Regions from separate parts of the Mus musculus genome. Here all the other regions are linked to region 5. The links are chromatin contacts, called in public Hi-C, HiCAR-type and HiChIP or PLAC-seq maps. All regions are on one chromosome and are shown on one strand. The core of a region is the stretch at or near the end of the contact, and the rest is flanking DNA. Distances in the headings are between cores, read along the strand shown. Region 1 has its middle 32 kb from the start of Gm39834. Region 2 holds the start of Tank (TRAF family member-associated Nf-kappa B activator). Region 3 has its middle 19 kb from the start of Gm33841. Region 4 holds the start of Acvr1 (activin A receptor, type 1). Region 5 holds the start of Marchf7 (membrane associated ring-CH-type finger 7). Region 6 has its middle 39 kb from the start of Gm33841.

Region 1 (3,787 bases), core at 315-2,814, 1.2 Mb after region 5:
TGATCTAATCTTTATTCAAAACAAACTTCTAAGAAGAAGTTTAAGTGAACTTAGATCCTTAACAAAGGAGCCATTTCCCACTGAGAGGACTTAGATTGGGGCTTCTCCAGTTATCCTCAGCAGCCTCCAATTAGTCTAATCTCTGTAGGACGTGATCTCCGCCCAAGGCATTTGGGGGAGAAGGGTAAACACTGCCTTCTTTCTGGTCGCAGTAACAATTTTGAAATACTAACAGATAGATTATCCTTGTGCTTTTATCTTTCACCTTCCACCCCAGCTGCTTTGCACTCTTAGCCAGAGAGAGGGAGAAGGGAAGGGGAAAGAAGGGGGGAGAGAGAGAAGAAGAAGAGGAGGAGAGAGGAGAGAAGTGGGGAAGGGGGGGTAGGAGAGGCGCCACAAGGGGAGAGAGATGGTTGTTTTGTAGTACAAGATGGATGGGGGAGGGGAAACTTTGACTTTGAAAACTCCAAGTGGAAATTTTGAAAAAAGATAGGGAACGATTCTTAAGTTGCCCTCATCTTTAAAGATGTTGCACTAGATTAAGATGCCTAACATCATACAGTCTTCTATCTAGAACCACCCCCCCCCTTTTTTTTTCAAAACAAATGGTATGTTTCCTGGGGGCTTGGCTTCTCTGCAATTGTGTAGCCCTTGGTAGAATGACGTACTAGAGCCTTGGCCTCTCCTTTTCTTTATCATTAAGTGGGTACCAAATATGCTTCATTGATAAGGGCTTAATATTTTGTTATCTCTCCATTGAACCAAAATTCAAGGCGATGAATGCTTCAGCATATTCTAGAGTTCAAAATGTAAAGCCCAACAATTTTATCTAGTCTCATGACCTTAGTTTCCACGTATAAAGGCAAAAACCTCCAGCAAAGGGATGTTGTGTCTGCCTCAGACAGTGGTGGTGAAGGTTAAATTAGATACTGCTGAGGCATTTGCCACGGTGGGGGTGGGGGAAGTTGGCTCAGAGGACATAAGCACTACTGGTTTATTGGTGACAGAATGTCACATAAGAGCCCTCGTGTGCTTGTTTTCAATAAGTCTTTTCTGGCTAGTTAAACAACCCTATTTTAAGAGTCCCCAAAGTTAGGCATATACACGCCTCTTCCCTCTCTCTCCCCGCCAACACCTCACAATGACAGGGTCAAGAGACCGCCTTTGGTATATGCTGCCCCAAACCGACTCTTCTAGTCCCTGCTAATAAAATGTAAAGAATGTGATACAACAGGCGTCCCGAGTTAGGAGACGGAGGGAGGCTGCCAGAGATGTGGTCCCAGTGGGCTCTCAAAACCTCTAGTATTCAGTTTATCTTGGGTAAAGCCTTTGTTAGAATTAAAGAAAAAAAAAAAAAAAAGGCAGGCTGTTGCAAACCAGCTTCTCGGTAAGCTATAGTCGCTTCCTTGGCTACCCGCGACATGGGAATAATCGTTCAACTAGTCCCATTTCTATTGCGACTGGAAACAGGAAACGAATAAGGTACAGTCTTAAACAAAAACAAAGAGACTGAAAGACAAACCAGATTGTCCCAGGGTTCAGGAGAGGTTTGTGCTAAGTGTTAGAAGGTTCAGATCTGGTGGATCCTCCCCCACTTTCTGCCATTCCAGAAATTCCTTAGGGGGGGAGGTGAGGCGGGGGGGTGGGGGGGGGGGGGGGAAACGAAGAGCTGTTCTAAACTGCACAGCACTGCCATCTTCAGGGCCAACGGGGAAAATATTTTCCGGGTCAGTCAGACAAATCATCGTCCTGAATGCTTCATTTAAATATAATCAAATGCTTAAAACTTTGACAAGCATACAGTCTGTAACAGATTTTCTTTTTCTTTTAGCGTTTTCCATGTTTGGAATGTCAAAGGACACATTTTGGGGGGGGGAGGAGTCTGTGTATGTGATATATGAACATTAAAAATACGTATTTGCCAATTGAAAGTTATTTTCAACTGGAAAGATTAACTAGCTTACACTACACTGCCAGGTGATGGAGCAAAACAGACGCAAACATAGTGTTCTGAAATTTTTTTTTCCGTAAAAAGAAGAAAGGATGAATGTAATGGTTCCACAGTGCCGTTTGAACAGATGGTGTGATTAACAACTAGTGTGTTAGCCGTCTCAGGAGCTCACCGAGAGTAAACAAATGCAACGGGAAAATCACTTTCCTCCCCAAAGAGTTTTTAGTTCATTTTATTACGAAAATTTGGAAGTCTGCATTTTGAAAGCTGAGTATCCTTAGAGGATACTGGGAATAAGAAGGGAGGGAGGAGTTTCTGGAGGAAGACTCAGAAAGACTATTCTCTTCCTGATGAAGAATGCCGAAGCTCTCACAGAGCTGAGATGGGGGTAGTCTGGGCTGCGGCTGTCATCGGGATGCTGGAGGTGGGTGGTGCATGGTCCTACACACAAGCCATAAAATAAAAAGGTCAGATTCTCTTCCCGGCTCTTGTCCTTGCTCTCTCTGGACTGCGGTTTCTTTTGTTTGAAAATCTGAAGGAAAACCAGACCAACTGAACAGCTGTGTTTCAGAAACTTTAATGTGCACCTGGGGATCTCATTAAGATGCAAATTCTAACCTGGGGTAAGGTAAGGTCCAGGCTTTGAAATTCTTACAGACTCCTAGGTAATGCTGATGCTGCTGATCCATGGCCTGCGTTTACCACCTGGCCTCTAAGAGCCTTCCAGTGGTGGTGCTCTAGCATCCCATAATAGGTGATGCAAAGCTAGCTGATAAGAGGCAGAGTCTGCCTTCCTAAGCCCGACTCAGAACTACTTGTGGATAAAAATACCTAATAAATATATCACACGTTGCACTGATTTTTTTAAAGACCTTTTTTTTTTAAGTATTTTTCTATGGGAAGGTATTTCGCGTGAGTAGAGTGTGCAAGGACCAGAAGAGTACACACGAGGTGGAGTTATATATAGTAGTCATGAGCTGTCATAGTGGGTGCTATGAACTGAACTCAGGTCCTCTCCTCAGCAAGGTCAGAACACCCTGCTGAGCCATCCCTCTTGCATGGGTTTTAAAAGTAAATCACTTAGGTTGTCTGTTTTCTTTTAATCTGCTAGAGAATTAATCTGGAAGGGACCCCAAACCACAGCCACAGCCCATACATTATATTATATATTATGGGGATGAGATGATCAAGAGTCTGAGATGGAGCATCAGACAGCATCTGCATAGTCAACATCAATCCCAAGACTGCGGGGGATTTTAAAATGTCACTTTAGGAAAGGCACTGGAATCAGAATAGAACGTCTTGGGGGAAAATATCTATAAAATGCATATCAGGCTCATATCCAGAAAACATGAAGAATTTTCAAACCCCAATAGTATGAAACCAGCCTAGACCAGTGAGACAGTCTGTGGGCAGGGGTACTTGTCACCAGCCTAACTGACAGACAACCAGAGTTCAGTCCTCAGGATGCAAATTGATCCTTGAGAATTAATTCCTGCAAACCGTCCTTAGAGTGCCTCACTCACCCACTGTGGCATGCGCACCCACCAACCCACAAACACATAATCCATAAATACATGTGATTTTTTTACACAAAATATTTCCATTTTAAAGGGGGCAAAGACTTAGAGTAGATGCTTTTGCAAATGGGAAATACAAATGGTAACGGATAAGTTCAGCATCATTGGCCGCTATGAAATTCATACTGAACCCATCACGAGGCACCTATCACAAGAACTAAGTTTAGAACTATTGACAATATCAAGTGGTGATACGAATGAGGAGAAACAAGATCACTCACCTGCACATCTCTTGACAAGACAAAGCAGAGGTGAG
Region 2 (3,925 bases), core at 913-3,412, 1.4 Mb after region 5:
GTCATTTCTCTTCATGACTAAACATCATGGGAATGGAAAATAAAAAAAATCTATGTGTAAGAAATGCATATTTTCCTTATTCAAAGTTTGCAGCACATCTATATTTCTAACTGCCTATGTAGTCAGCCTTGTGTTCTTAATGTATTATTAATTCTATAATTTTAACAAGGAATTTCTAAAGCAGCTTCAAGTGTACTCAAAACCAATGCTGAATGAACTAGATTTCATTAAAATGTGAAATTTCTACTCTTCCAAAGATATTATCAGGAGGCCCGTGGCCTCTCATGCCCTTAATTCTAGTACCAAGGAAACATGAACAAGCAGATGTTTGTGAGTTCAAGGCCAGCCTGGTTACATAGAAATTTCCTGGCTATCTAGACCTGTTTAAAAAACAACTAATATAAGCATATGCAAAGAAAGGCCATGTGCCCTTAAAGAAAACACTTCCTCTCCCAGAAGTCATCAGTTAAATCAATCAAGACACAATTGCCTGTTAGAACAACCAAAATCTAGAATACTAAAAACACTGAATGAGGACTGGCACAGACAGAAACTTTCCTTCATTACTGCGCTAACAAAATAGATACACACTTACCATCTTTCATATTCTTTGCATCTGCCTTAAGGAGTTGATAATTTATTTTTTCCTCATGAAAATTAGAACATTGTTCTTGCTAGCAGTTTTTTCCACCTCAGCACTGAGGATGAAGATGAGGAACATGCTGGAAGTTTCTAGACCTTTCTCTCAATTTACTTTGCATCTAACCCTGCTCTAGAGAAAACAAGTCATTTTGTTTTATTTTAATATGAGCAGTGCTGTGTCACAATTAACTTGATGACTTAGTGGGAAAAAGTGTTTACTTGATCTAAATGTTATAGGTGGGAAGTTCTGCTTGTTAAAATTTTGAGTAATATTTTATAATATTTTTTAAAGAATCATATAATGTGTTTGTTCTATTTTTCCTTTAGAAATATATTATAATGCATATATGTCTGGGTGAGGGTATAGGATCCCCTGGAACCAGAGTTACAGACAGTTGTGAACTGCCATGTGTGTGCTGGGAATTAAACGGGGGTCTTCTGGAAGAGCAATCATGTGTTTAACCTCTGAGCCATCTTTCCAGCCCCACAATGTTCTGACCATATCCCCCTCAACTCCTCCTAGATCCATCCCCTCTCCCAACCTTATGACCTCCACCTCCCACCCCAAGTGACCACAAAGTCCAGTTTGTGCTGCCTGTATAAATTCAGACATAGTATCATCTACTGAAGCATGAGACACACCCTAAATAAAACTGGCCTCCTCCCCTCAAGTCCACCCACTGCCCTTAGCTCCTCACAGATACTGGTTTGACATATGGGCTTGTGAACCCCACCCACCACTGTGGTAGCAGGTTGATTGGTTGGATCTTGCTTAGGTTTTCTGTGAGCAACCGCAGCTGATGAAAGTTTTTTAATAGTTTTAAACGATGGTTTGAATTTTAAAATTTGCCCCAAATATTCAAGCTAACGGTTAGAACCAGACAAGTGTTTGAATCTTTGAACTAAAGAGAAAATGGGGCAGCCAGAACCCAACTCTCTTGTTCTAACACGGAAAAGATGTTTTTCTCACTGCGTCCATCTGAAATTTCTCTCTCAGCTATCATTCAAGCATGTCTGGATAAAATAATGAGAAACTTTTAATCCCCGAGAAATTTACTAGAAATTGAATTTTTTTTAGCAAGTATATCCATTGGAAAGTATTACTAGTGGGAGGAAACACCGAGTGTATATGTAATATTTCTCAAGTTGTGGACTTTAACTCAATTATATTCGCATAAGGATCTGGTGAAAACTGTAATTTCCTGGGCCTTCCCCTACCTGCTCTAAACAGGAATTTCACAATATATCAAGTTTTTCTGAGTGGTTCTCTAACCTACATATAAGGTAATATTAGAAGTAGTTATTTACTGTTTGCTCAAAATTCTAGCTAAGACACTGAAGTGACCTTTAAACAAATGACTTATGTTTAGGGTTCTCTTACTGTCAGATGCTATTTCCTGTATGGCCCCGGGCCTCCAAGGAGCTTGGCGGGGCGGGGCTTTGTGGGCGGGGCTTTCCTGCAGAGGCGGGACGTGGGGCGGGGCTGGCCCTGAGGATGGAAGGTGAAGCGTTAATGACTCAGAGCGCAGTCGCTGCCCTCTGAACTGGAACGGAAAGCTACTTCCGGTTGCAGTCATTCTGCCGGGCACCGGCGACCTGTGGCGTGAGCGAGCACAGCCGGAACCCTCCACTGTGAGTAAAAGCGGAGACAGGGAGTCTGGGTCGGCCGAGCCCGGGGACGCAGGGCTGGGGTGTGTGAGCGGGTGTGGGATGCGCTGCGCTGCACCGAAGTCTCCTCCGAGAAGTAGAGCTGCGGCCCCAGCGAGTTTACAGCGCGATTTTGAGCGAGAGAAAGCGCGGGTCCCTGTCCCCGAGCTGACCCTGTGGGGCTTTCCCGGCCCGTGACCTCAGCTCCGCGACGACAGTCCCCCACCCGTCGCGGCAGGGTGACTGCCGCTCTCCTCGCTGCTTCCCGGGGCTGGAAACGAGCGCGGCACGGCCTGCGGTGTTGGGGCGCCGGGGATCCCGGAGTCCTCGACTTCGCAGAAGCCGGTCGCCCCGGCGGTTATGCCCTCGAACACTTAATAGACTCTTTGTGTCTATCCCGGGAGTTGCACAATTCCCTTCTCTGCTTTCCTGTGGAGTGTCATCATAGTCTTGTCAATGAGAAGTTGGGTAACTTCCCCCTAGGAGTCCCGGAGAGAATGGGTGGCCAAGGCTCAAAGAGCAGAAGTAGCCATCCTCCTTCCCTGGTCACCCAGTCATTAGGTAGAGTCTCCACCGTCGTGTAAACTGAGTGGCAACGAGTTATACACCAAAAACAAGCAAGCAAGCAAACAAACGAGAAGAAAAAGAGCAATGCTTGTCCTGAAATCCGATCAAGGGGGAAGATGCTCGCTGTACCCCCAGAGGACTTAGGCTCTCTCACTATTAGGCTGGCTGTACAAAGCAGCCTTCTTGGGTGTCTTTTTCTCTCGCAGAAACTTTTGAGAAGTTAACATGAAGAAGAAACGATAAGCTAGAAAGTGAAGAGAGGTGGAGTAACACCCCGCCGTTTGCCCAGTAACAGAAAGACAAGCACCACCTTCTTGCGAAAAGCCATATTGTCCCCTTTGAGAGGGGCCGTGAACCCCTCAAATGATAAAGGAGAAAATGAAACCACCCCGCTAAAGCGTTTTCAATCATGTAAGACAAAGCCTTCCACATCTCTTAAAGGCGCCTACTCACGTTGTTTTGCTCCCCTATGGAAATGAGATCATTGCTTACTCTGTACACCCTCTTCTCTTGGCGTTGGTCACTTTTCCCAAGTTTGGATTTTTATGTCGTTTTTTTTTTCTTCCTTCCTTCCTTTCTTCTTTCTTTCTTTCTTTCTTTCTTTCTTTCTTTCTTTCTTTCTTTCTTTTCCTTTCTTAAAGGTACAGTTGTTGCCAGGCATGGTGGCTCATGCTTTTAATCCCAGAACTCAGGAGGAAGATACAGATATAGTAACCCTTCATGCTATGTGCCACATACTGTAAAGAACTATTAGTCATGTGGCTTTGCCTAGGTTTTGTATCCAAGATTATTGTCCTCTTGCAAATTATTGAGATAATTTCCTGTGCTATTTCATTTTAATACTTGACTCATTTTAAACATCTGAAGTTATTCTTGTACACTGTAGAAACATAATTATGAATTAGGTATCATAGGTTTTTTTTTTCAACGTAATAAAAACAAACATACCAGGAAGAGGAATTTTCATTTGAGGTATCGTCTCTATCAGAATGGCCTGTGAACTTGTCTGTGAGGTATTCTTTTATTGCTGGTTGATATGGGAGGATCCAGCCAGCTCTGAGTACTATGA
Region 3 (3,562 bases), core at 596-3,095, 1.3 Mb after region 5:
AGTAACAACAGGAATAAGCACAAACCCTCATATCAAGATATGCCTTCATTTTTATTTTATTGTCACGTGAGACAATATGAAGGATTTCGCAACTGTCATGTCACGTCAGTGCTAAAATTTCAGATTTTAGAGCATTTTTAAGTTTTAAGTTTTATATCAGGGGTGTTCAGCCTTTTCAAATGTGAGTAATATGAACTATTTAAAATCCAACCTCCACATCCCTGTGTAACTACTGTGAACATTATACCAGTTTGTGAGTATACCCCTGGACCACATATCAGAGTATGAAAGGAAGCAAGAAAACGGACAATACTTCTAAGGCATTTCACCATAACGAATCTGCTTGTTCATGCTAATTAAAAGGAAGGGTTTGACAAGTTCACATCTTTGTGTTTTCACTCATCTAGGTGTTTCCACTGTTTAAATTATCACCTGGATTCTAAGTAGTATGTGTCATTAGTATCCAGAGTGACTCAACCCACACACCTTTTTGTCATTTGAACAATTGACATTTTTTCTCTCTTTCTGAATTTAAATACATAGTGACATATGCACACGCACACACAGACACACACACGCGCACACATACACACACAAATGTTTTTGGCTTTTGTTTTGAGGATATCAAAGAGAATTTGCAGCCTACTTTTCTGAGGTTGAATTAATCAAGAAAATAAGTGTTTAAAGTTACTAAATGTCAGAGGCACTCGTGCTCAAATCTATTGTGTGTGATGCAAAAGATCCTTTACAGCCCCGGGCAGGAATCCCCCTTCCCAGCCAGAGCTGTACCTGTTGTAACAATGCTGAGATTCATTGCACAAAGGAGCAGGTGTTTTGTATGAATTCTGCGGGAGAGACTTAACAGTGATTTCACTAGATTCGCTCATCATCAGTGTTTCATGGTTAAAGAAATACAAGAAAGAAGAGATAGAGATGCCTCCATGGTTAAGGCCACATGCAGCCTCTGCAGAGGAAGGCAGCTTGGTTCCTACCACCCATACCCGGCAGTTCATAACTGCCTATAACTTCAGCTCCACAGGATCAAACTTCTCCAACCTCCTCAGGTACCTGCACCCACATGCACATCCACACACAAACAAGATGCACTTAAAAAAAAAACTCTTAAAAAAAAAAAGAAATGTGAAAAGTAGTTCTATTTAATACATACTATATTCTCAGGTGTTAATATAAGCGTTTTATATACGTTATGATATTTCGTCCTATAATAATGGACAAAGGCGGGTGAGATGGCACCACTCCATTCCAACTTCTATGAGATCAACTTTTTTATATGTCACACATGAGTAAGATGCCTAAAGATTTTTTTTTTATTTATATAAAGGATCCATAGAACAATATGTTTAAGCTGTAGGGAGCACTTCTGGGGCATCATGAGACTGTTTACAAGGAGAGAAAAAGCCATAAACAATGGAGAAAGGAGAGTTGTTAAACTTGATAGAAAACCAAAGAAGAGAAAGAGTCTTGGATTGATTGAATGCCAATGAGTCAAGGCATTATTAGAAGGTGACAAATGTTGAGGTTGGCTACCAGAAGAAAAATGCAAAACGGGAAGAAAAATTAAATGTTGGTTAACAGAATTTTTGGGAAGTCTCCTCTCTCTCTCTCTCTCTCTCTCTCTCTCTCTCTCTCTCTCTCGACCTCACTTTTCTCTGCCAACAAGGAAATGAGCTCGTTTGCTGGTTAACAAGGGTGTATGTTGTGAAGTCTACATTTTAAAGATGAGGGTAGAGGAAGTTTGAGCTATTCATTGTATAGAGAAAGACGCCAGAACAGCACTGAGGGCCTCTGCGAGCTGACTACGGTTCGGGACATGTGATGTGGCTGTGTGGTTTCCTCCAGCAGCACCCAAAATGCTGTGTGGGCAGGGAAGACAGACAGCTGGGTGGGGCTCTGAAAGGCCTCCACGTGTGGGAGGAAAGAGAAGTTAGAAATATTGATAAGACAGAGGGTGAAGTGGTAACCCATACGACTCCATCGGGAGGAAAGAGAGCAGGGATGTTTAAAGGCGAGGAAGGGAAGAAGGCCCGGGAATGTGGTTGGGACACAATGATAGCTGTGCAGTGCTGCAGGACAACTTAACTATCATAGGAGAGAGCTAAACAGTTCAGATTTTAACGTAAGCTTCATAAGATGGCAGGTAGACATAGATTATGACAACTTTAGGGTATCATGCCGGTAAAAGGGGTTATCTCTGGAAATGAGGAAGTAGACCAAGGAATCAGGCAAACGGATGGTACCTTACTTGGCTTCTGTAGTAAGATGCTCACTTAAACAATAGAAATGTGTTTTCTCATACATGCCAACAGGCTTGACTTGAGGCTAATGTCCTTGGCCTAGAGGAGATCATATTCTCCCTGCCTTCTCACGGTCTTTGCTCTGTGAGCGTGTGTGTGTGTCTGCTCTTATAATGAATCTAGACACATTCAATATTCAGTTCATAGGAAAACCACAATAACTTCACTTAACTTTAGTTAGCTTTAGAAGGTTCCACCTAAAACTAACCCCTGCCTGAATTGCTGAGACACACGCTTACCATAAGTTGGGACTTCAGCACATGGATTTGGGGATATACAATTCAGCCCACAGTTAGAAGGCATTTCAGATAAGAGTCACCAGAATGATGGTAGCATGCAGGGCAGAGATAAGGAAGCCCAATAAGGTTCCAGACTCTCCCTAAATGAAAGTAATTAACCAACTTTCTACTGGTTCATGAAAGCAGTGGTTCTTTTCATTCCACTGAAGATTCCAAACCATTTTCATCTCCCAGTGTTTGGAGGTTTTGTTTGTTTGTTTGTTTGTTTTGTTTTGTTTTTTTCATAGATCCACTGTGTTTTTGGCATAATGTTAATTTTTATCTTTTTACCAGCTTTGGCTTTAACACACCCTGTCCCTTCAGGTGTGATTTCTCATTGACTGTGCAGCAGCTGGTGAGGTGAAGGGCTCCTGGCCATGCCCTTTGTCTGAAATATTCATCTTAAATAACAGGACAAAAAGAGAGGACCCACCATTATCTTAAAGCTAGATTCTCTGACACACTGAACACAGAGGAGTTACAAAACAATTTACAACATACCCTGCTAGAAATTTCCCCTTTTCTACCCTTCTTTGTCATAATAAAAATGTCTGCCACTTATCAAATAAAACATTGAACTAGTAATTATGCTTTGTATTCTGTATCCATTACATTGTGTGATACTAATAGTAACCCTGAATTGTGAAAAAATTGGAGTATCTGCTCAGAGTCTAAGTGCCAAAGTCAGTCTAACTATAGATCACTGTTTTTAACCTCAGTGTTTCAACTGTGGAGATAGAATGTGCCCAGAGACAACACTCAGTTGCCAATCTCACTTCCTTCCAGAGTGTTTGTGACTTGATGTAGAAAGTACAAGAGAAGGAGCACACTGTGTCTCAGCAAACACTTCTAGCTCCAGTTACTCTAAATCCAGGACCCATTTCAGCAGGGAGTCAGTGAAGGAAGGCAGGGCTTTCCACTTCTTTCAGGTCTGAGAACAGCTGGCCAGTTCTACTTCAAGAGGCAGAG
Region 4 (3,680 bases), core at 348-2,847, 1.6 Mb before region 5:
GTCAACCCCAGGACAGAAAACAAAAGTAACCAAATCACAAAGGGAGGGAGCTGAGCTTAGAACGGTAATCCAGATCCTATGCAGACTTAAAATAACCTTGTGACTGCACTGTCCCCGAGAGTGGCATGGGTGAGGCCTGGGATTCATACTTAAGCAGTGTGCCAACTGTAGAGCTGCATGGCAAGGCACTGTCTGAGGTCAGCACAAGTCTAGTGTCTGCCGCCTGCCCGAGCCTGGGCCCCCGGCCAGCAACCCACCTCCAGAGACTAGTGCCAGGACATACTATAGTGTTTCCATTTAAGGCCTGCCACTTGGATGAGCCCATCTCTGAAGTTTCTTAACACCACCTTTCCAGGAAGAATTTTTTGGGGAAAAGGGAGGTGGTGTCTATTTTTTGCCACCGCCTTCCCTTGGGCTGTCAGAGCAGTCTGCCTCTCAAGAACTGGATCCTTTAAAATCACTGCGTTATGTTTCTATTTGAGGGATTTTTTTCAGAAATTATATATCTATGCAAACAAAAAACATATATATGTGTATGTATATATATATATATGCAATCGCATTAAACATGTATGGGACCAGAGACGTTTCCCATCATCTCACACCAATCGCACAAACCGCAAAGAAGAAAAGCCAATAAAGAGAGCAAATCCAATGCATTACCGTCCGTCTCTCTCCAAACACCAAATTAATGGCAACTTTTTAACCAACACACTTTTCTTCTGCAACAAAAATGGGTGTTTTCTTGCCCAAGTACCTTCCTCCATAGCTCCTCTGCCGTGCAAGGTACGTTCAGATCTCCAGGGGAAGAGGGAGGTAGGGAAGGGTGGGAGACGTAACTGGCACAAACTGGACAGAGCCAAGCCAGTCTCTGAACCAGACAGAAGTCCATGCACGTAGTGAACCCACAGGCCCACAATTCTCCCCAGCGCGCCCAAGGTTCTAGCCTCACTGTTTTGGTTAGTGTCGAAGGAAGGGTTTTAAACTTGGCAAAGTACTATGCAACATCTGTAACCACATCTGCCTTCTGGGGATCGGAAGATGAATCCCACATTCCTGGCTTTGAAGCTTTTTGAAACTGCAGCTAGGAAGGACAGAGGGAGGGAGGGAGTTGAACAGAGTTTATTGGCTGTCTCTCCAGCAGAAAATTCCTCTTGGAAGAGATGGATATTTTGTGGGTGGGGGTGACTGGCCAATCTCTTTAGTCTGCCAAGCTCAGCTTAGAAGGTGAGCCCGGGGCCGTGAGGCCAGATCGATTTATAAGTCCGAGGCGCACACCCTGCAGGAGTTCATCCAACGCACACCCGAACCCCCTACTCCAAGCCTCTGTCCACCCCGGATCCCACCGGCAGCCAAGGCCCTAAGCAAGTCGGTTTCGTTCCGCCGCGGCTTCCCCCCACGTCGAGAGGGCACGCAGCTTGCCGGAGAAAGAATGAAAGCGAGGGGGAGGCACCGAGACGCCCACCCTCCACCTCCGATCCCGGTCTCGCCTCCAGCTAAGCTCCCTCCTCCCTCGGTCCCCAGCTCCGGCGGCGTGGCCGGCGACCTGCTCTCACCTCTGGTCCAGCGGCGGTCGGGTGCTGAACCCGGGGAGGCGGAGAGCTCGAGGCGACCGGGAGCTGCAAGGCGGCGCGGGAGGGCGCGGGGCGGGGCGGGGCGCTGCAGCCGGCGTGGAGCCCGGAACTCCGCGGGCCGCGGGCGGGTGGCCCGGGCGGCGGCGGCGGAGTGCAGCGCGGCGCGGCACGGCGCGGCGCGGGGCGGGAGGCTGGCGGCCACGGGGCCGGGGCGCAGGCTGGCGGCAGGCACCGGGCTGGAGCCGGGGAGACGGCTGTCGCGGGGCGGGAGGCGGAGGGCGGGGAGGAGGGCGGAGGAAACTTGCGGCGGCGCGGGGCTCGGCTGGGGGCGGCGGGGAGCCGGCGGCGGCAAAGTTCCCCCAGCGCTTGGGGGCGGCGGCGGCGGCGGCGGCGACCGGGAGCTGGAGCGGGAGGAGCGGGAGGAGGAGGAGGAGGAAGTGGCTGCGGAGCGCTCGGCCAATGAGTGTCTGGAGCTGTGATTAACCAGGCAGCAACACATCATTTCCTCCCGGCGCGGATCCAGGGAGCCGGGAGGGAGAGGGCCGGCGGCGGGGCGGGGCGCTCCTCGCGCCCCCTGCAGGCGCCCGGCCCCAGGGATTCCGCCCGCCTAGCCATGCTCGCCCGCCGCCCCCGACCCCCGACCCTTCGGGCCGCCCGGGCTGTGGGCTGCTGCGAGCCGGGCTGGCGGGACGCGGGGGAGGCGCGCGGCACGGGGAGCGGCCAGGTAGGCGCGGGCGGGGCCGTCTGGACAGCTCCCGGGGCGCGGGGCGGGCGGACAGCAGGCAGCCGAGCCGGGAACTGCGGGGGCTCCTGCACTCATCTCCAGCCCTGCGTGTCAGGCACAGGGGTGGATACTCAATGCTCCGCCTCAGCCAGGCCATCGTTGCCTTGTCTTCTGATCCCCTTCCACTATGCTCATTTCCTCGCAGGGTCTAGGGTTATGCAAGCGTTTGCCATTTTCGCAGTCGGCTTCCTTGGTAATAAAAATAAGCAAGTCTGGGGGGTGGGGGGGGGGGGGGCTTCTGCAAAAATCCCGCCCTGTCCTAGGCGCCACGGGAGCTTACAGTAGGAAGGAAGGAACATTCTCCGCCGCAGAGAGGCTGACAACTTTGGTCCTTAGAAACACAAAAACACCCCAGTGTGCTAATATTATCTGGAGCATCAAAAAAGGCATGCAAGGATCAAATTTTGCATGGTGCCCGCTTAGTGTTTGGAAGCAGCAAGCCATTTTCTCTGCCCTCTAGAAGCTTATAATGCACAGTCCTATCACAAAGCAAGAGTAAAATCATGACACCAATAAATGGGGAAAACATAAAGTATTTTTTATCCCTACAGGTCCTTTCATGTAGAGGGCATTTATTGGGTCGCTGGCTGCAACACTGCAGAAGGTTGCAAAGGAAGTGGAAGATCGGGCCTTTGCAAAAGCTGCAAACAAGCTAGCTTTACAGGCGTGTGTGTACAAGGAACAGCTAGAAAAGAGCCTTCAGGTGTTGTGTAAGCAAAAAGGCAGAGAAGGTTTTTGGTTCTTTTGTGTTTGGATCGTTCATTAGAGGGTCCTTGTAGTTATGTTTGGTGGCGATCAGGCGAGGAAAGTTCAGGTCAGATCAAGGCAAGATCACCAATCTGTAATCCCTGCTGGCTGAAACAATACAACAGAGCCCTCGGTAACACTTGCTTCAACTGTCAGCCCTTGAGGCTCACTGGTTTGACCTTGGGCACACTTTGAACCTAAGAGAGGGAAATGGGAGCCAGAGTGGCTGTGCAGCTATATTGCAGCTACCTCTTCGTGCTGCTGTGTGCTTTTAATCTTCCAAATGTTTACAGTCCCTTCCATGAGGGCAGGCACCAGGCTCGGCTGTGTTCATCCTGTATCAGCATGCCTAACAGTGGTGTATGTGTGTATGTTTAATAAAGACTTCCTAAAAGGTAGCTAGGTGGATTGAGGAAGCTTGACCTGCTTTGGGCTGCTACTGCCATAGATGTTCTCTTACTGTGGCTGACTCACTGCAAGAGCTAACAACCCCCTGTGACTACTCAGTGTTCCAAGGGACTCTGTGGAAGCACTGTGGATAGTGTTTGTGGCCTTGTATTCTACTTTGTGTGTGT
Region 5 (3,465 bases), core at 928-3,427:
GAGTAAATCAATCTCAATCTCTGCCCCCACCCTCTCTCTCTCTCTCACACACACACTCCCCTAACTGTTCTCAAAGGATAAGCACATGTCCGTGTTTTATAGCTATTACCTAGCATTAACTAAGAATTAGAATCCAGAGCCCGTGAGGTGGCTCAACACCTAAAGGAGCCTGCTGCAAAGCCTGCTGGCCCGAGTCTGAGTCCCAGGAATCCATGGCAGGAGAGAACCCATTCCCACAAGCTGCCCCCGACCTTCACACAGGCTCTAGTGGCCAGCACCCCTCCACGTATACACACACGTACACACACACACACACACACACACACACACACACACAGAGGAAGCTGGCACCACACTCACCTCTCACAGAATCCTCAGCACTGAGAGGAGACGAAACCATAACCGGCCAACACCTGCACTGTCCTTGTCAGGGGTTCTGTAGAGAAGTTCCCACTAACTACGTTTGTCTACTATAGCTCAGGAAAATGGTGCAGTCGATCCTCTTAACACAAAATAAACTGGGAAAGATGTTCAAGGGGTCTCCACAAGGTTCAGTTCCAGAAAGGCCGAATGGTGGCTTAGACACATAACGTAACTGTTAACAATTATGGAACGCTTGCTATGTTCTAAGAACTGACAGATCCCCTCATTTAATCCCTTCAACACCACCATGAAGTTTGGGGAGCATGGCGGATTAGGGTTCCCTAACCCACAGGAAGAAGCCTGGGTTAAGGAATTCTTGGCAACATTAAAGAACTGCTGAAGACAAAGGTAATCAGACAAAGTGCTGAGATATGAACCCATGAATTCTGATTCTTAAGGGTGTTACACGGCCAAACAGAATGGAACAATTATTTCTCTTAAAAGGACAAATTACATCTCCTCAAAAGTAATCTGTACTTAATTTTATCCTTTACCAGACACTTTGTCTACTACATGCCCTAAAAGGATGACACCTGGGTGTCAACTTTAACAAAATTAAAAAAAAAAACAACCCAAAACCCTTAAGTTTGTACGAAATTTATTAGTGATGAGTGAAGAAAAATGAGAGATGATTACTGACTGTATATATGTATATATACATATGTGTATATATATATATATATATATATATATATATATATATATGTAGCATTTCACTTAGTCACTTAGTGGAATTATGTAGATCCAAGTTATTCTTTGAAACAAACACCCTTAAATCAAATAGGTCACTTAAAAACCCAAGTGCCCTCCCTGTGCTTCCAAGTTTTAGTAAGAACTTACCGTTAAACAACTTGCGTTTGGTCCATCATTGAAACGCCACATAATTTGTGGCTTTTCCCATACTCTCTTGCATTTCTTAGTCCTCATTTACATCTTAGTTTAACCACATTCACCGTGGTTTCTGAAAGTTTCTTCTCGTATTCCTCAGACTACGTCACAGATTCCCTCGCTCTTTCTAAATAAGTGAATGTCTGCTGCAAAACCTGTAGCTGCGCTCTCAGAGCTTAAAAAGCCCGATTTTTTTTTTTTTTTTTTAAGATTCCGAAGTGATCGTCCAAATACCCCGTCGCTACAACTTATTTACTCCAGGGAAACTGCCAGCAGCAGGGTGTAGGAATCAATCGGAAGGCTGTAGTAGGTGGAGGGAGAGCTGTCAAATCCTACAAGGTTGGGCAGGGAGGACGCGCCGGGGAGGCTCGAGGGGAGGTGGGGGAAAGGCAGCGTCGGACTCCATTCCGTAAACAGTCCCTGCGCCACTTGCCGAGCGCAGAGAAAACAAAATCCACCCCCGCAACCAGCCGGGCGGGACCCGGAGCGGCGGGCCTGGTAGGGGCCCGCGGCGGGCGCGGGAGCCAGGCGGGCGCCGAAGCCCCTCGCACTGCGGGCGGCGACCGGCCCGCCCGGCCTCCCGCGCCGCGCCGCTCCGGGCGCCCGCACGCCCGCACGTCGCCGACCGTCTGCGGCCGCTTACCGTGGCGCCTCGCAGCTTCCCCCGAGGCGGCCCTCAACGGCTGCCGCAGTCAGAGCACCACCCCGCGGCGGGGCACGTCTAGCCCGCCCGCAGCTCCCGGCTCCCCCGCAGCGCCGCCAGCGCCGCCGCCGCCGCGGCTCTCGCGAGAAGCGGGCGAGCGAGCGCGCAGGGGGCGGGGGAGGAGGAAGGGCGGGGCTGCCAACGGCGGCGGCCACTTCTGCGGCGCATCCGGAGGGGCGGCCGCCATTGTGCTTCGTCGCCGACTTCTCTGCCGGTAGCCCGAGAGCCGAGCCGAGCCCAGCGAGGAAGGCGGCGGCGGTGTGGCTGCGGCGAGCGCGACACTCCCTGCAGCGGAGTGCTCGGTGGAAGAGGGTAAAGAGCGGCGGCGGCGGCGTGGGGGGGAGGGGAGCGCTGGAGTGCGAGCCACCCCCACCCCCACCCGGGACCCCGGGGGCAGGGCGGGCGGGCGGGCGGGCAGATGGTGCGCGTCCCTCGGGGACCCGCGACGACCTGCGGCGCCGGGCGGCCGTAGTGCGGGGTCGGCTCACCCGGGATTTCGGTCGGTTTCCCCCAGTCCCCTCGGAGTAGGTGGAGGGAGGTAGGCCTCTCGGTGGCCCCGCACCGGGAGTGGCGTGACACGGGCATGTGAGGCAGGAAGGCTGGCTCTCCTGACCCGGGGCGAGACACGGGTGTAAGGGGCCGACTCTAGACACGCAAGGTGTGAGTAGTAAAATGCACCCTCACCTTGGAGAAACTGCGTAGTGAAGAGCGCGCACGCACACACACACACACACACCCCGAAACCACTACAGTGAACACCCTCCTTCTCCACCCCCCTACAAAAGTACGTGTTGGTATATGGGGGTGGAAATCCGTGTGGGTCATAAACATGACGTCACGATCAGTGTGAAAACAGTTTAAAGAGCGGGTCCGGGTCACACGCCATTCTGTAGTTTGTGTGTGTGTGTTTTTATTGTCTTCAGTGTCCTTATTTTTTAAGTCCCACCCCCCCTCCCCCGTTTGTATCCAGAACGTAGGGGTGAGTACCGAGATACCGTCCTGATTGACAAACAATAGTACTCTCACTAAAAAAGGTAGATCCTATGTAGTCTCACAAGATAACCCGAAATGGGGTCAGTATTTCCTTTTGAGGAGCTTTTGTGTGTGTGTGTGAGTGAGAGAAGCAGCAGTTGTGCTGAGGCAGTCGCAATGGAACCAGAAACTCTGGCATCGCCATGACCATAGTTATTTTACCTCTTAAGATCTCCTAGTTGAGATGAGTCCCCTCCACCCCCGACTCCTGGGATGCCTTTTTTAAGGAGATAGTGTGTGAAGCAGTCAGCAGAGCAGGCACACTACAGGGCATAATACTTGTACTGTGGATTTTTAATGACTTCAAACAGAAGGAATTTACCACCAAGTTTTATCATCAAGCATTCTGGTCAGAACGAAACTTGGACTTTGTGAGTTGTGTCCCTATAGCTTCATGTTTTTATGGGTTGATTAGAGGG
Region 6 (3,806 bases), core at 6-2,505, 1.3 Mb after region 5:
GCAGAGGTATATTTGGCTGTTGTGTGAGACATTCTGAGAAAAAAAAAAGAGAGAGAGAGAAGAGAAAAAAAGAAAAAAAAATCGAGGGAAGAGCAGAGACTAGTTTGTTGAAGTGTCTTCTCCACATGTGGTTTTACAGAATCCACATGACATGCAGCTCACTCTCTGAGTATAACTCAGCCCTATAGTGTAAGGACTCAAAATTGGGCTTGTGAGATGGCTCCGCATGTAAAGGCAACTGCGCCAAACTTGACAGCCCCTTTCTGATTCCCAGGACTCACAAGGTGTTAGGAGAGAATTGGTTAAAAATATGTTTGTTCTCTGACTTCCACAGGCATGCCAGGGCATGCGAGCATGCACAAAATTAGCTAATTAATTAATTAACTAATTTAAAAAAAAACACTCAAAATAGCCCGAAGCATAAATGAGATTCCTGTGTTATCAATCACCTGAAAATGTTCATTATAATAGTGAAATGGGAAAATATAGTTGGCGGTTCCCACGGACGTGAACTGTGTCTCTTACCAAAATTCCACTCAAGTCCCTAAATTTCCTAATTCTGTTCTTTTGATCTGGAGAAGGGTTGGTATTTGTTGTTGTTGTTGTTATTTTCTGGCTATTTTCTTCTTGAAAAAATCATAACATGATGAGACACATGGTCACCGAGGGTGTTCATCTGGCTCAGGCACTGTGTTGTTGACAAATGGCCTCTTTCAGCATGAGACAGGGCAGCTTGCTCTGACGGCCTGGACAAAGCATTCGCGTCGTGCCTATCCACAAGAATAAGCTAGAACCCACTTTCAGCACACACAGAACAATGTGTTTCTGTTTCTCTAATTGAGCAAATATATTTTATTTTATTTTTGAGACAGAGGCTTGCCTAGGCTTCTCTTGAAACTGCTACATAGTTGAATGACCTTGAATTCCTAATCCTTCTGCCTCCTCTTGCAAGCGCTATGACATCGCGTGTGGTTGTTACAGAGCCAATTTCTCTACGAACACTTTGGATTCTCATTCAGCAACTGAGCAGTTGTGGTGTTTCTTTACCATCTGAGAATTATAAAGGCCAGCCTCAGATTCCATTTGTCCTGCATGGATTTTCCAGTACTATCACTCAAGCTAAGGAGCAGTTTGTCCCAACAAAAGACAAGCCTCCTGTTAGCCAACCGCTGCCAGATGTTGAGGTGAAGGCGCTAACAGCTGTGCTGACACCAAAGCAAAGTGGTTGGTTTCCTGCCTAATGTAGGGACTGTGCAAGCCCTTTGCAAAGGGGCACCTTGCCAGCCTGCGTGGTATCTTCAGCGAGGCAGACAGGGTTCAAACAGGAATATGCTATTCGACATGCAAATGAAGCCTCATTCTGACATTTTCAAACATAGAAGAGATGCACCTCTAATCCCCCTCTTAGTCATTTTTGATGTTTTGGTTTTCTCTGGCTACCACATTTGCAATCGAGCCAGCAAAGATGGGCTGAGTGATGCTGTGGTCTCCCTTCATCCTGGCTGGCCTGTTCTCAGCCTGACTGCAAAATGCCAAGCAGCAAAGTGCTGGTTTTTCTCCGAGGTAAACAATGACTGACGCATAATCATTGCCCTCTCTTTACACATACAGTGTTCATTGCTGACCTAGGAGAACACCTCCAAAATGCCGGCAGCCTTAGTCTGAAAACCAGTCGAAATCCTCACATTTCCAGGAGACATGCCCCCTCTTGTGGTGGCTTCTCAGTACTGCAGGTCTAGTTTCCTCTGGAATAGAAGGAAGGTAGCCAACAGCTTCCTGCACTTAGACCAGTAAAAATCTTCTTGGCCTTTGAACGCCAGACAAGAATTGAAATCTTGCATTTCTGAGTGCTTATTCAAAGAAATTCTAAACATAAAAAAATGAATCAACATGTAGATAAACATGTTGAAGTCCTAAGTGGCAAGGTACCTTGCTAGTCTCTGAACATAACCTTCTTCCGGTTCATAATATGAGATATTAAATCGTGTGTGATTAAGTGTAATGAATTATATTAAGCAATAATTTTTCATGAAAGTCAACTTATCCTTCTAGAAGATTAAAAATAAAATTTTATGTTTAAGTTTTCAATTTTAAAATCATTCATATCCATTTAGAATAGACATTGCAACTTCCTATTAGAGATTTCTAGAAATCATGAAGAAAAAGAGGACCAGCTTGGTGTTGCAAAGGATATAATCAGTCAACTCTCGGTTTAAAAAAATAATAAGTAGTGATCGTCTCCCAGACAAACCATCCAAGGAGAAAGAATGGACTGTTGCGTGTATTGTACCATTTTATAGCTACAGTGGTTGAAAGAATAACATGTCTTTATACAAGCTTTTACTATAAAGAAACTTTTTAAAGATACCCCCCCCCCAAAGTTAATACATTTATCAGTGTGATGCACAGAATCCGGCAAGGCAAAAATATTTTTTAAGGTTTATTGATTTTTATTTTATGTGTACAAATGTTTTGCCTACATGATATCTGTGCACCACGATCCTGTCTGCTACTCAAGGGGGCCAGAGAGGGCATCGGATCCCCTGGAACTGAAGTTACAGGTCGTTGTGAGAGGTCATGTGGACGCTGGGAATTGAACCCAGGACCTCTGGAAGTGCAGCCAGGGCTCATGACCAGTAAGCCACCTCTCTAGCTCCATAAAGATTTATTTGTTTATTCATTTATTAATTTTAATTTTATGTTCCTTAGTGTCTTGTCTGCATGTATGTGTGTGCATCACATGCATGCATGCCTGGTGCCCTAAGAGGCCAAAAGAGGGCGTCAGCACCCTGGAACTCAAGCCAAAGATTGGTTTCGTGCCATATGAGTGATAGGAACCAAACTGGATCCTCTACAAGAGAAATGAGAACTCCTGTCTGCTGTGCCTGGCTGTGCCAGGCCCTGGGGAAATATTTCACTGCTTCATGTATAGAAAAATTGAGAGGCTAGCTCTGTGACAGAGTGCATGGCTCCGGGTTCGGTTCCCGAAGCCACACGTACATGCGTCATTTCTGTCAGTCAGTTTTCAAAACATATGTTGAGTGCATGACTTGGCTTCCAGACTCCAGGCCACTTCTAGTATGAGAGGAGATGGCTGAGAGCCGGCAATCAAGTCTGTGTCACATGTCTCCTTGTGAAACCAGGTAAACCAACAGTCAAACCATTTAAAAGATAAACAGTTCTCCTTCCTTCTGAGCCCTCTTCTTTCTGAGGCTGCCAAGATTCACACATAAATCCATAATTGTGAGGGATTAAGACGCCGGTAGGTGCTGTTCCAGAAGATTCTGCCTGGACAGCTCAGGGTGGGGTGGGGGTGGGGTACAGCAGCCTGAAGGATGCGTTCCTGCTCAAAGCTCAATGCCAGCACGACTTCCGGTCTTGTTGCTACTCTCCAAGCCATTTGGATTTGCTTATAGCTGAGGGAGTTAATGCGTGCATAAATAAGCTCACCTATAAAACCAGAGTGCAGTGCAGAGGGAGAAATGGGGGGATTCGACTTAGATCGATGTTTTCCAATCCCATTAATTTTTACCCCTTAAATGGCTTTTTCAACTTTTTCCTCTATTCATCCTTTAAAATAAAATGAATCCCTCAATTACTCTCAAATTAAAAAAAAAAAGTACACACAGATGTATGCAACATATCTATGTATACACTACATGTATGCTTGTATTCAAAACCAAAAACAATGGCTTGGACTTTATTCAGTTTTTGCCCCCTGTGAGAATTATACTTAAAGGTCGGATCCAACAAGATCCTGCTTGGGTTTAGAATCAAAGATGTCGTGCATGCTATGGTAAATGCCA

What was found. A called contact is a pair of places that touch in the nucleus more often than the background predicts. HiCAR-type assays count read pairs that join an accessible place to other places. HiChIP or PLAC-seq counts read pairs in DNA pulled down with a chosen protein or histone mark.
Region 1: a contact with region 5 is called in a HiCAR-type map of astrocytes, with 4 times the contacts expected there. The contact joins the enhancer-like site here to the promoter of Marchf7 in region 5. A contact is called at or near these places in 2 of 39 promoter capture datasets (the 3T3-L1 cell line and hippocampal neurons) and 5 of 115 datasets of contacts at active chromatin or transcription factors (astrocytes, embryonic forebrain, embryonic limb bud and 2 more).
Region 2: an H3K27ac HiChIP or PLAC-seq map of thymic regulatory T cells shows a contact between it and region 5, with 8 times the contacts expected there. The contact joins the promoter of Tank here to the promoter of Marchf7 in region 5. A contact is called at or near these places in 1 of 39 promoter capture datasets (liver), 3 of 484 Hi-C or Micro-C datasets (B cells, CD4 T cells and CD8 T cells) and 1 of 115 datasets of contacts at active chromatin or transcription factors (thymic regulatory T cells).
Region 3: a contact with region 5 is called in an H3K27ac HiChIP or PLAC-seq map of thymic regulatory T cells, with 5 times the contacts expected there. The contact joins the enhancer-like site here to the promoter of Marchf7 in region 5. A contact is called at or near these places in 4 of 39 promoter capture datasets (the 3T3-L1 cell line, frontonasal cranial neural crest, hippocampal neurons and 1 more) and 2 of 115 datasets of contacts at active chromatin or transcription factors (astrocytes and thymic regulatory T cells).
Region 4: an H3K27ac HiChIP or PLAC-seq map of extraembryonic endoderm stem cells shows a contact between it and region 5, with 8 times the contacts expected there. The contact joins the promoter of Acvr1 here to the promoter of Marchf7 in region 5. A contact is called at or near these places in 1 of 484 Hi-C or Micro-C datasets (muscle stem cells) and 1 of 115 datasets of contacts at active chromatin or transcription factors (extraembryonic endoderm stem cells).
Region 6: a contact with region 5 is called in a Hi-C map of Th1 cells, with 5 times the contacts expected there. The contact joins the enhancer-like site here to the promoter of Marchf7 in region 5. A contact is called at or near these places in 2 of 39 promoter capture datasets (cranial neural crest and embryonic stem cells), 1 of 484 Hi-C or Micro-C datasets (Th1 cells) and 4 of 115 datasets of contacts at active chromatin or transcription factors (acute myeloid leukemia, astrocytes, embryonic midbrain and 1 more).

Annotation. Positions count from the first base shown.
Region 1 is chr2:61,400,772-61,404,558 of GRCm38.p6, forward strand. No RefSeq gene overlaps it. Among named protein-coding and RNA genes, the nearest start is that of Gm39834, 32 kb to the left of the region's middle. Within about 2 kb of position 1,565, at least 177 of the 459 cell types and tissues checked have an H3K27ac peak or open chromatin away from gene starts, as enhancers often do. A contact at or near this core is called in astrocytes, embryonic limb bud, forebrain and 1 more, where this site is marked.
Region 2 is chr2:61,590,935-61,594,859 of GRCm38.p6, forward strand. It overlaps Tank (TRAF family member-associated Nf-kappa B activator), which reads left to right and starts at 2,163. Exons shown (of 8, transcript NM_001164072.1): 1 at 2,163-2,274.
Region 3 is chr2:61,512,341-61,515,902 of GRCm38.p6, forward strand. No RefSeq gene overlaps it. Among named protein-coding and RNA genes, the nearest start is that of Gm33841, 19 kb to the right of the region's middle. Within about 2 kb of position 1,846, at least 87 of the 459 cell types and tissues checked have an H3K27ac peak or open chromatin away from gene starts, as enhancers often do. A contact at or near this core is called in thymic regulatory T cells, where this site is marked.
Region 4 is chr2:58,565,231-58,568,910 of GRCm38.p6, forward strand. It overlaps Acvr1 (activin A receptor, type 1), which reads right to left and starts at 1,598. Exons shown (of 12, transcript NM_007394.3): 1 at 1,557-1,598. It also overlaps a transcript of Upp2 not described here.
Region 5 is chr2:60,207,759-60,211,223 of GRCm38.p6, forward strand. It overlaps Marchf7 (membrane associated ring-CH-type finger 7), which reads left to right and starts at 2,178. Exons shown (of 10, transcript NM_020575.2): 1 at 2,178-2,326. It also overlaps a transcript of Baz2b not described here.
Region 6 is chr2:61,492,861-61,496,666 of GRCm38.p6, forward strand. No RefSeq gene overlaps it. Among named protein-coding and RNA genes, the nearest start is that of Gm33841, 39 kb to the right of the region's middle. Within about 2 kb of position 1,256, at least 44 of the 459 cell types and tissues checked have an H3K27ac peak or open chromatin away from gene starts, as enhancers often do. A contact at or near this core is called in Th1 cells and regulatory T cells, where this site is marked.